Regions from separate parts of the Anser cygnoides genome. Here region 1 is linked to region 2. Evidence: chromatin contacts called from public Hi-C data. All regions are on one chromosome and are shown on one strand. Each heading gives the region's core, a stretch centred on a gene start, on an enhancer-like site or on the middle of the called end of the contact. The rest is flanking DNA. Distances are from core to core; before and after follow the strand shown. Region 1 overlaps BMAL2 (basic helix-loop-helix ARNT like 2). Region 2 holds the start of CYB5R3 (cytochrome b5 reductase 3).

What was found. Hi-C and Micro-C count contacts between places; a contact is called where the count stands out from the background.
Region 1: a Hi-C map of liver shows a contact between it and region 2, with 1.5 times the contacts expected there. The contact joins the enhancer-like site here to the promoter of CYB5R3 in region 2. A contact is called at or near these places in 3 of 7 Hi-C or Micro-C datasets (granulosa cells and liver).

Annotation. Positions count from the first base shown.
Region 1 is chr1:76,338,655-76,344,095 of Taihu_goose_T2T_genome, reverse strand. BMAL2 (basic helix-loop-helix ARNT like 2) reads left to right here. Exons shown (of 16, transcript XM_066990332.1): 16 at 1-377. Among named protein-coding and RNA genes, the nearest start is that of PPFIBP1, 20 kb to the right of the region's middle. Within about 2 kb of position 1,940, at least 1 of the 3 cell types and tissues checked has open chromatin away from gene starts, as enhancers often do. A contact at or near this core is called in liver, where this site is marked.
Region 2 is chr1:76,184,940-76,190,499 of Taihu_goose_T2T_genome, reverse strand. It overlaps CYB5R3 (cytochrome b5 reductase 3), which reads right to left and starts at 3,416. Exons shown (of 9, transcript XM_066990345.1): 1 at 3,275-3,416; 2 at 1,302-1,433. The coding sequence starts at 3,295.

The DNA of each region.
Region 1 (5,441 bases), core at 691-3,190, 160 kb before region 2:
AGTTAAACCACTGGTTTGGATTCTTACTGCATTTTCCTAAAAATATTAATAAGAATAATTAAAAAAATGTAACAGTCATTTGCAGTCAGTGATCAATATTGTATGTCTCAATTCATTTTTAGATTTTCCCTTTAATGTTTGCAAAATTTTCTGGTTTAAAGAAGTCGTAGAACAAAAAGTGTCATTTGAAAATATTTATGATGAATAAAGAGGTGAAATTTTTATGTACTTTTGAATACAGTTGAGGTAGTTATGTGCTTATTTCTCTTTGTACAACAATACAATTCTAGTAAGATAAGGACAGATTTTTTTAAGTTGGTACAGGTTATTGGAAGATGTGATGAAATCAGGTTAATAAAATGTTATTTTTATGCACAGCTGTTAGTCTGCACATAATTCTATCTGCTCATTGAATTTAAACATAAAGTACTTGTGCTTTCAGATCCCAGGCTCATTCTCTAAATACTTAAATGGGGAGTTTGAACTAATGTGGATTCTGGTAGCTTAAGTCCCTAGCGAGGGTCACTTTTTTCATTTACTTGCAAGCACCATAGGCTGAAATCTGTCATTTCACTGGTTGCTGACTGTAGTGTGTTCCTATTTGTGATCCAAGCTGAAATGAAGAATATACTCGTGTGGAAGTGATGCTGCTTTTCCTCAAAGCCTGACTTTGGCCTGACTTTGGCCTCTTTCACTTAGTCTTTTGCTTCTTTTTTGTAGCCTGACATACACCATGTAAGTTCACAAAATGTCCTGAAATTCCAGGAAGTAATCATCAGCTGGAAAGCGTTGTGCCACTTGGGATTTCTCTGAAGATAATCATTTTATTTCCCATCCAATATGAGAATATTTTTATTCTGCACAAATATGGAGGTCACAGAGGTAGTTGGGGAATAGGTTCTTGCAGGTTAGAAGCTGTAAAGCCATGTTTCAGAACAGCACAATTAGAGGATCCAGAAGAAGGTAAGCGGAGTGGTGAATGAGCTGCTGAAAGACAGCTTGTGCTGCTGTAATATGTTCTGTGTGTACCTCATTTCTAAAAGATTGGTCTGAATAGCTCCCTATACTGTGGCAGTTGGCTGTCGTCATTGAATTTTCTGGGTTCTTCATAGCCTAATTGCTTTCAGAAAGTTCATATCTTCCTTGTGAGGAACGGAGGCATGTCAAAAATGTTCATGTCTCTTGGAAGTATCGAAGAGCAGTTTCACTGATGCTGTTCCTGTCTCTACAGCTCTCCTTACATGAGGTCCTGGGGAGCTGCTGCCAAACTATACCAGCCTACTACATATTTTTGTTTTTATTTTTAATTTAAGGGCCCTGTGAGCTGCGTATGTTATGTGTCAGCTTCTGCGAAGTGTTTTTACTTTGTTAAATGGGAGAGAAATGGGAGTAAAAGGGTAATGAATCAGAATGTCTGATTAATTGAAGGATAAGTTCATATGTATGGGCAGTTACTACATACAACTTTTTATCCTTTGGTTGTTTTCCTGTCAAAATCTCTAGAAATACGCAATCTTTGGAAATAATAAGTTTGTGGGAAAAATCTTCCTGGTTGTTGCTCTCATAGTGCTGGTCCTATCTGTGAGGTAAATGTTTACTTCCACAACATTTGCCAGATCTCAAGCGTACATGACCTGACATCTGCAATCTGTCCTACAAAATTTAGGGAACTTTGGCACGACTGAGAGAAAATTACATAATTAATAGACTCTTTTGTAACAATGAAGTATATCAATGTGTTTCTAGGAAGGACTGTAAAAAGATCAGCAGAACTTTGAATAATACAATATTTGAGTTAATTTGCAATGGTTTTAAATCTCACTTTAAAGACTGCTTCTTGCATAAATCTTACAGATGAGGCTAAACCATATAGAATACTATACTACTGGGCTTTAGTATTTAGGCAAAAACAATTTTGAGTTTATTAAAAATTCTTCAACAGGAGTGGTTCCATCCTTAGACTTTTTTTGTCTAAATAGGATAATAAGCAAATTGGTTTCTTAATTCCTCATCTTTGTGCACGTTTGACTTGCAAGGCCTTCAAGAATACCTCTTTTTCAGGACAAATACAGATGCAGTATCAGTTAATGCTTTTGTTGTCATTTGAGAGATAGTAAATCTTCTCTTTTTGAAAAACAATAACAAACCAGGCAGGTGAATTTAGTCTTGCTTCTGCAAGGTACAGTCACCTGCTAAACACTTATTCTGCAGAAGTGAGCTCAGAAGGGCACCAGGCTAGTTGTGCTTCGTTCTGTGTGGAAGGTAGGAGCAGCTACAGCATTTAAGACTGCCCACTCTTCTGTGGGCAGCAACGGGCATGAGTCAACTCCTAAAGAAAAGAATAGGGTAAATGCAGCAACAGCTTTAACTGCTTTCAGCTCAGGGGAGTTCCTCAGCTTCATTTGGTGTGTCTGTTTGGTAAAGCCCGAGGGATGTCTATTCCAAGTGTGTGTGTTTGAACTCCCTGCGTTGACCCCACGGAAACTACCTTCATATTGCAGGAAGAGCTCTTATCTGTTTTGGCTCCCGCCAGCTTCATTTACGGATTGCTAGTTCATTTGTGGATCACTGCTGCTTGTACTGGAAGAGACAGCAAACAGTTGTTTCTCATCTTCTGTCTCTGTGTTTTGTCTCTCTCATGATGACTTAGTTTTTTATGACAGTCCTTCTTTATGAACCCACAGCTTCAAAACTTCTTAAATCATAGTTCTTCGGAGCTATCCTGCTTGTGGTTTATTACAGTAATTTACAGCATGCTCCTAGATTATCTTTGGGGGGAAAAAAAAAAGGTGAACACGTGTTTAGTTTGTTTTAACTTTTGGGGCATTTTGTATCCAAATTCTAGAAGGAATGTCAAGTTTCCAGTATAAAAACATGTGTTGTGTATCTCAGAAATCAAAGGTCATTATTTCAGGGTTCTTACAGTTACTTTGGTGGAAAGCCATGGGAAAGAGTCCAACGTTGTGCAAGTTTGCAGATAAACAAAAAGATCAAATGAAGTGAAGCTCCAGATACAGTTGCAGGAAAAATAATTTTATTAAAAAAAAAAAAAAGACAGTCAGGACAACTACTTGTATAAATAACCTGAAATGCAATTCACTGCCTTACTGCCATGCTGCAGGCGAAGTGCTTGTATGACTGGGGCTGTGGAATGGGGTCTCTCAATTGCTCTGTGATAAAGCAAAGGGGGTTGGATTGTTGGTTCTTCTCTGTCTCCATCTTTGTCATATTTAACCTTGTGAGCATCTACTCATTCTGGTAAGCTTTCTTATCACAAGTGCTTTAATGGTATTTCAGTTTTTGGTAATAAGCATTAGAGGTATTAACTTTAAAAATGGTGAAGATGGTTATTGATAGTCTGAGAGGAAAACATTTTGAAGTACTTAGGCTGGATCATTTCTCACTTAGGCTGGTATAACTGCTGCCTTTTCATGCAATCAATTTCACTGAATAATCAACCCCCTTGCGCAAATCCACCCACAGCTGCATTTTTGTAATTATTGATGTTGGGTTTCTGTGGATTATCTAATAACAGATATTGAAACACCACCTTATCAATCTGAAAGGAGTTGGACACTGCTGAGTGTAACTTGTACTACTGGAACAGTTCGTTTATGTTAGTAAGCATGGCCCTTTTTAGAAGGACTGGAAAGTTACTCCTCTGGTTGCTGCCTTCAGCCTCGTTTTGGTGTCTTGCTTTAATCGAGCTATGGCCTTAAAGACCGGGTAATAGGGAATAAGGCTTCCAGGATTTGGTGAGACATTTGCTAACCCTTATGACTGTCCTACTCAAAAGCAGAGTCAAAGTTGTTCGGGTATTTTTGGATCAAGGAATTTGGAAGATGGATCTTCCAGTCACTTGGAAGAGCCTTGTGACTGATGTTTTTGTGGCAGAAAGTTTTTCATCAGACAGAACTTCTAACCTGTTCCAGGGGTTTTAAACCAGTGGGTTTGTATGTCAAGAACTGCAGTCCCTGATGTGGGAATTAGGCATATGATGTATGAGATGACTGGATTATATTTTCCTCCTAAGTGATCAGACTTTAATAGGTATTTTTAATTTGGTCATTGATGTGCAAGGAAATTTGTGGGTACTTCTATTTGTAATTCACTGAAATGCCCAGTGTAATTTTCTATGTGCCATTGGATGGTTAAGCTGTTCCTTGCTATGAAACAACTTGGGAAACTTCTTCCAACCCTTAAAATAGTTGTAATGGGAAATGAACTATGAGTTCTTTGCAATTTTGTTTCCTCTGAAAGTTGAGTTTCGCAGGGAATGGATAACACAACTTGTAGGATTTTTAGTATGACCCTGTTGGAGTTTAACATTTTAACTGATTACTAAACTGATTTACTAAACATGACTCCATATCAATCAATAAGATTCTTTGCCTCTGGCTTCAGTGTAGCCAAAATCACTATTACGAACAATTGCAACGTGACCATTAAAATGGAAGTTCAAAGTAGAAGAATTGGCTGGGTGTAAATCCTCTCTACTGCCATGTTGTATTTTTGTGTGTTCTTTCTCTGCAATTAACATTGGATAGATATAAGGGCTTTATATGTACAAATAGATATGTTTAATTCATGTAGGCTGTAGATGAGATCATCATATCAAATCTACTTAATCACTTGTAGATATAGTAGTCTATCTTTTAATGAGACCAAACTTTCTAAATGTTTCTGCTTTTCAGGAATTGTTAAATTGAAGTCTTAGTTCATAGCTAAGGAGAAAAAGCAGCAATGCTCATGTCTTGCTCTCAAGGTTATTCCCACTGATAATCACATGGAGAACAAGTCATATTTAAAGGCAGTGTTTTGGCAAAATATTTGTGTCAAAACAATGAAATAAGCTCACATTTCACATCACTTATTTAATAGTTTATAGCAAAAAGGTTCTTCAGTGTTTCTGCTGGGGATGCAGTGTGTTTCTGCCATCTCAGGGGTGTATGTCTTATTTTTGACTGAATAGTTTTTAAATTGCATTTCATCTTGATGGAAATTCAAGTAATAATCTAGCTAAAATATGCAGATGTCCACTGTACATTTTCAAATTATATAAAAGGTTTTAGAAATCTCAAGCATAAATTGTTGTAGAGTTTTAAGCATGTTTATTGTTGTTATTCCCTGACATTGGTTGAACTTACCCATCAGTTAAAAAACTGCAATTCTTGGTAGCTGCTCAGGAGCTGTAAATAATAAGTTCATTTTACAAGCTTTAAGTTTGAAATAGTGGCCTAGGATTGATGATATGTATTTCATTTTCAGCTTGAAAACACTAACTGATTTTGCACTAGTTCTTTGAAAATATCTGCAGCATATGATTTTTTTTTTTGTCGTTGTTTTAAAAGAAGATTTAGCAATTTCCTGCAGAAGGATCCCTGCTTTACGAGGACTGCTAATTACGTGATAGCATTTTGCAGTGCTACCTTGAGAGATTC
Region 2 (5,560 bases), core at 2,167-4,666:
GTACATCACTAAAATATTCTCACTGACCAAGCTACCCCATGCGGCAGCATTTGAGCAGGTTATAGCACAGCTGTTCCTTCATACCAAGATTAAAACAGACTACATACACATACATACACAACATACAACAATGGACTGAGAAAGATCAGTATTTAGCAAAAAACTGCAGTGTGAACATGGAATTATTTTCTGTTACGATCTGTCAAGCAGATCATACCTGCCACCACGTGCTACGGATCCCATCAGGAAATGGCGAGTATGTAATAACTGCATTGCTGTAGTATGCATGGGAAACAAATCCAGTATGGCAGCCCAACCCAAGCCATGGGGAAGCTTTCACTTCCCAAGAAACCAAGGCTCAGAAACACAGTAATTGTTTTCTTTGATTGAACAAATGAAAGCCAAGCTATCAGTACACTCTGCATACCTTGAAGAAAGCTCTGTTCCAGTCCCAAGCCCCTTTCAACAGAACTCTTCGCATAACATTTTGACTAGCCCATTGACTTAAAAAGTCAACACTACAAATATCTTCAGGTATGACTTCATTTATACCTGAAAGGCAAGATTTCTGTCTCATATTTTTTTCTAATGGCCAGCTTATCCAAGGGAAATTTGGACTTCTCATCTTTTGAGGCTGTTTCCCTTTCCCCAAGCAGGGTTACCAAATTCTGGTAGCAAGATCCAGCACTGAAAAGTTGACTACTTTCCTCTGAAAAACCACTTGAGCACCCCAGGAGGTAGAAGACACCTTTCACTTTAAACAGAGAGAAGGAGAAGCTGAGAGACCTCAGCTGCTGTCAGAACTACACCTTTTAAAGGTATTTCTTCCTGTAACACGTAAGTGTACATAAATCCAATAACAGCAATCAGTATCAATATATTTCTGATAGCTACTGGAACGAATGCTACTGACAATGAGAACTGCCTGCTCCGCCTGACTGCATGACGTCTGTCATCTAGAAGTGGGGATTTTAGGAAGTCCTGCTGATGTACTCTATGACATGAGGCTCATATGACAGAAACTATGAGTATGGTCATTTCTAAAGCAGCATTCACCACTCAGCTGGCTTGCAGAAATGCATGCTGCAGAACTCACTCATATTAGGCAAGGAGCAGGTATAAATAAGTTCTTTACTTAAAATACAGATATTTAATTGATTTTACTAGAAACAAGCTCAGCAGCCTTCAAAATATCTACTGTTCCCAAGCAATCCCTGCTGCAACATTGCCCAAGATTTAGGAAACTATAAGCATTTCACAGTATCCAAGGAGAGGATGCTCAGCACTGTACACGTGCTTACCTCTTTATCTATCAGCCTCAATGCATACTTCACTTCAGGATCCTTCAGAGTGATTGCAGGATAGGGATTCCCAAAAAGCCTCTGGATGGTGCTGTAGATTAGCCATATAGGGTATGTCACAACCCAACGCAGCTGCAGCAAAACAGAGACATCATTAGATACATGTGCACAACAATAGAAGGTTATTTTGGTGAGGAGGAAAATATTAGCGTGATGTGACAATCTAACCACCCAAAATAATACTCTGTTTCTTTGTGCTAACATGAGTGGAAAGAGTAAGTATCAAAAAAAAACAAACAGTGTAATACAAGTTTGCCTTGTGAGCACCCAGAGCTGCTCCCACATTGTGACACTGGGCATGCCAGCAGAGGGTTGTCAGACCCAACCCCATGTCCCCAAGTCCAACCACTAACAAGACCAACAGATGAGCATAGGCAGACACACAAACAGCACCCAGCAGCTAGCTGCCCATCTCCCAAAGACATGAACACACTCGCAGGTGGCTCCTGCCCGTGACATCCCCAAACACTCCTCTGCTGCATCCCATGCCACCAGGCTTGCAAGGTGATGCCGACGGGGGGGGGTCACACCCAGCCCCTGGGGCAGAGGGATCCCCCATGACAGCGGCTCCTTCCTCAGGCCAGGGTATCGTGGCTCCCCGCCTGCCAGTGCACCCATAGATATAATCCTTCACAAGCCCTCCACTCTCCTGGATGGGGCTGGGAGTGACCGCATCCAGGTAATGCTCAGGGTAAAAATCCTCTCTGACCCTCATTTGCTGTTCCAGGTTTTAACTCAGGGCAGTGAAACAGCGTGACTGCAGCAGCATTCTTCCACGATACCTATATATATAAAAAAAGGGGGGTGACGGAGATAGAACTGAAAATAAAAATTTTGCAAAATACTTTGACTGCGTGCGGTGCTCTTGATTATTCTTGGAAGAGCTGGAAGTCCTGTACAACCAGCTTCTACTTTCATTTTTGTTTTAGAGGGACCTGGCCAGCATTTTGGAATCACATCTCTCTGAGCCTGACACAGCTGTTGGGAGGATATAAGATATCCAATATAATTACTGAAACTATGGCAAGTGCAAAATTAAAAGGAAAGACAGCATAAAATCTCTCTTCTTAAAATTCTGCTGTACAGATATAAAAGATATCAGCAGCTGGTTTAACTTGAAAGCATACCATACCACACACACACTGCATTTTTCACTTTTATTTGAAAATACTGAAATAGCCAGACAGAGGATGTTTCTAAATTAGCTGAAGTTTACAAGAAACTTATTCCTTAATTTCCGCAGACCCATCATATTACTTCAGCTCTAGGAAGAATTTTTGCTATTGAGCCATGAAAAAAAAAGGATGGGGAGGTTGCTTAGGACAATGACAGAGCAGCAAATAAACCCCTAATGAGAACTGCAACCGGTGACTGAGTCTAGTGGAGACAGCAAGCTGAATCGGCAACAGATGATGTCTCAGATGAGATATGAACATGTTAAAATAAGCTAATTTGATTTAAACACATAGCTATCTGAAATGAGCAAAGAAGCAGCTGTGGGCTATCAAATCCTTCCCTTTCTGAAGCCATTGACCAGATCAGAGCCTGTTTCAGCAGAACAAACTTTAATTTTGAGGAACAGCTTTAGCACCACGTTAGCCTCGGGGAAGGTAATTCGTGACTCGCGGTCAGGTCGTGAAAAAACCTCCTGGGAGGAGCCCGGGGAGGAACAGCCCAGGTGCGCTGCGAGCTGGGCCCTAACGGAGCTGATGGGCAGAAACAGAGAACTAACGGCTGGGGGGAGATCCGGAGGCTCTGCAGGCCCTACATCGGCGGAGCCAGGGCCGGTCACCACCGCCTGGCCATCCGCCCCATCCCCAGCGCCGCGGGCAGCCGCAACCCCTTCCCTCTCCCCCAAAACCTTCGCCCCAAAATGCCGGACCCGGCCGCCCCCCCCCCCCCCCACCGCTCACCGTGCTGAGCCCGGCGCCCATCGCTGCCCTCCACCCCAGCCGACAGCCACGCCGCCCCGCCAATCAGCGCCGCGCCTCCCCGCCGCCCCGCCCCGCCGCTCCGCGCCCCGCCAATCAGCGCCGAGCATCGCTCCTCTCCCGCCAGAGGGCGCCCGCACCACACAGCACCGCGGAGGCTGGGAGGGGTCGGGAGCGGCGGCGGGGGGAGAGCCACCGGGGAAGGGGGGCAGGCTGGAGGCTGAGGGCCTCAGGGATTCCGCCCACGGCTGTTGGGTCTTTGCCGCCACCGGGTCCCGCAGGAGCAGCGGGGCGGGTGGGGATCGCGAAAATAAAAGCCACCAAATGTTGTAAACGCGGTGTTGTTTTCAGTGCCTCTCCTCAGCAAAGACTGCGTGCAAGTCTGGTTTTGGTTAGTTCCGCCCTTCCGTGAGCTTGTCCTTATCACATTATGATGTATATGTACCGCTCTTTTGCCCATAATCAGCAAGATTATAGAATCACAGAACCACAGAATGGCTCGGGTTGGAAGGGACCTTAAAGACCATCTGGTTCCAACCCCCTGCCATGGGCAGAGACAGCTCCCACCAGATCAGGTTGCCCAAAGCCCCATCCAGCCTGGCCTTGAACACCTCCAGGGATGGGGCATCCACAGCTTCTCTGGGCAGCCTGTGCCAGGGCCTCACCACCCTCTGAGTGAAGAATTTCCTCCTCATATCTAATCTAAATCTCCTCTCTTTTAGTTTACGGCCATTCCCCCTTATCCTACCACTACACTCTGTGACAGAGTCCCTCCCCAGCTCTCCTGTAGGCCCCCTTTAGGTCCTGGAAGGAAGATAAGTAACAACGGGGGGGGGGGGGGGGGGGGGGGGGGGGGGGGGGGGGGGGGGGGGGGGGGGGGGAGCAAGGAGTCTACTGAATAATCTTCCAGTACTTTTTTCTTCACCAGCAGCCAAAGTCCCAACACCTTTTCAAGATAAGGAGAGCATAACATATGTATATCAACATCACCATCCACTATACCAAGTAAACCACCCAAGCCTGAATGTCCACCGCTCATACCTTTGTGGTGGTTTTACCTTGCTGGGCAGCCGAGCTCCACCAAAGCCGCTCTCTCACTCAAAGGGAAAGGGGGAGAAAATGCAATGAAAACGGCTCAAGGATTGAGATAAGGACACGGAGATCATACAACAATTACTGTCATGGGCAAAACAGGCTCAGAATAGGGAGATTAATATAATTTATTGCCTATCACTAGCAGACTAGTGCAGTGAGAAACTAAAAGCAAGCTACAAACACCTTCCCCCCATTCACCCTCTTCTACCTCCTCCCACCAAGCAGTGTAGGGGAACGGGGAATGAGGGCTGCAGTCAGTCCCTGATGCTTTGTCTTTGCTGCTCCTTCAGGGTCACTCTCTGCTCCTGCTCCACGTGGGGTCCCTCCCACAGGATGCCATCCTTCCCGAACTGGTCCTGCGTGGGCTGCCCACAAGGCAACAACTGCTCCTACATTGGTCTGTACCATGGGGCACATCTGTCAGGAGCCAACTGCTCCAACATAGGTTCCCCACGGGCGGCAGCTCCCCCCAGACCCCCTGCTCCTGCGTGGGCTCCTCTCCACGGGCTGCAGCTCCGGCCCAGGGCCTGCTCCTCCAGGGGTCTCCATGGGCCACAGCCTCCTCCAGGCCACATCCACCTGCTCCACCGGGGGCTCCTCCACGGGCTGCAGTGTGGAGATCTGCTCCATGTGGGACCCATGGGCTGCAGGGGGATAGCCTGCTCCACCAGGGGCCTCTCCACAGGCCGCAGGGAACTTCTGCTCCATGCCTGGAGTACCTCCTGACCTCCTTCTGAACTGACCTTGGGGGCTGCAGGGCTGGTTCTCACTCCTCGCTCTCCCAGCTGCTGTTGCACAGCAGATATTTGTTTCCCTTTCTTAAATCTGCTCTCCCAGAGGTGCAAACAGTATGACTTACTGGCTCAGCTCTGGGCAGCAACAGGTCCCTTTGGAGCTGTGTGGAACTGGCCTTTATCTGACATGGGGCAGCTGCTGGGATCTGCTCACAGAGGCCACCCCTGCAGCCTGCTGCTACCAAAACCTTTCCACACAAACCCAATACAATCTTTACAGGGTCAGCAGCTCACTCAGGATAAGGCAGTAGAGATAGATGGATTTTTCAACTTGCTTCTCATTATTTCCTTGTTTTCTCATTATTTCCAAGCTTACGTAGCCCCCTGGTGGCTGATTTTGTGAATGGTGTTTTGAGGAACCTCTTGTGCAGTGAACAGA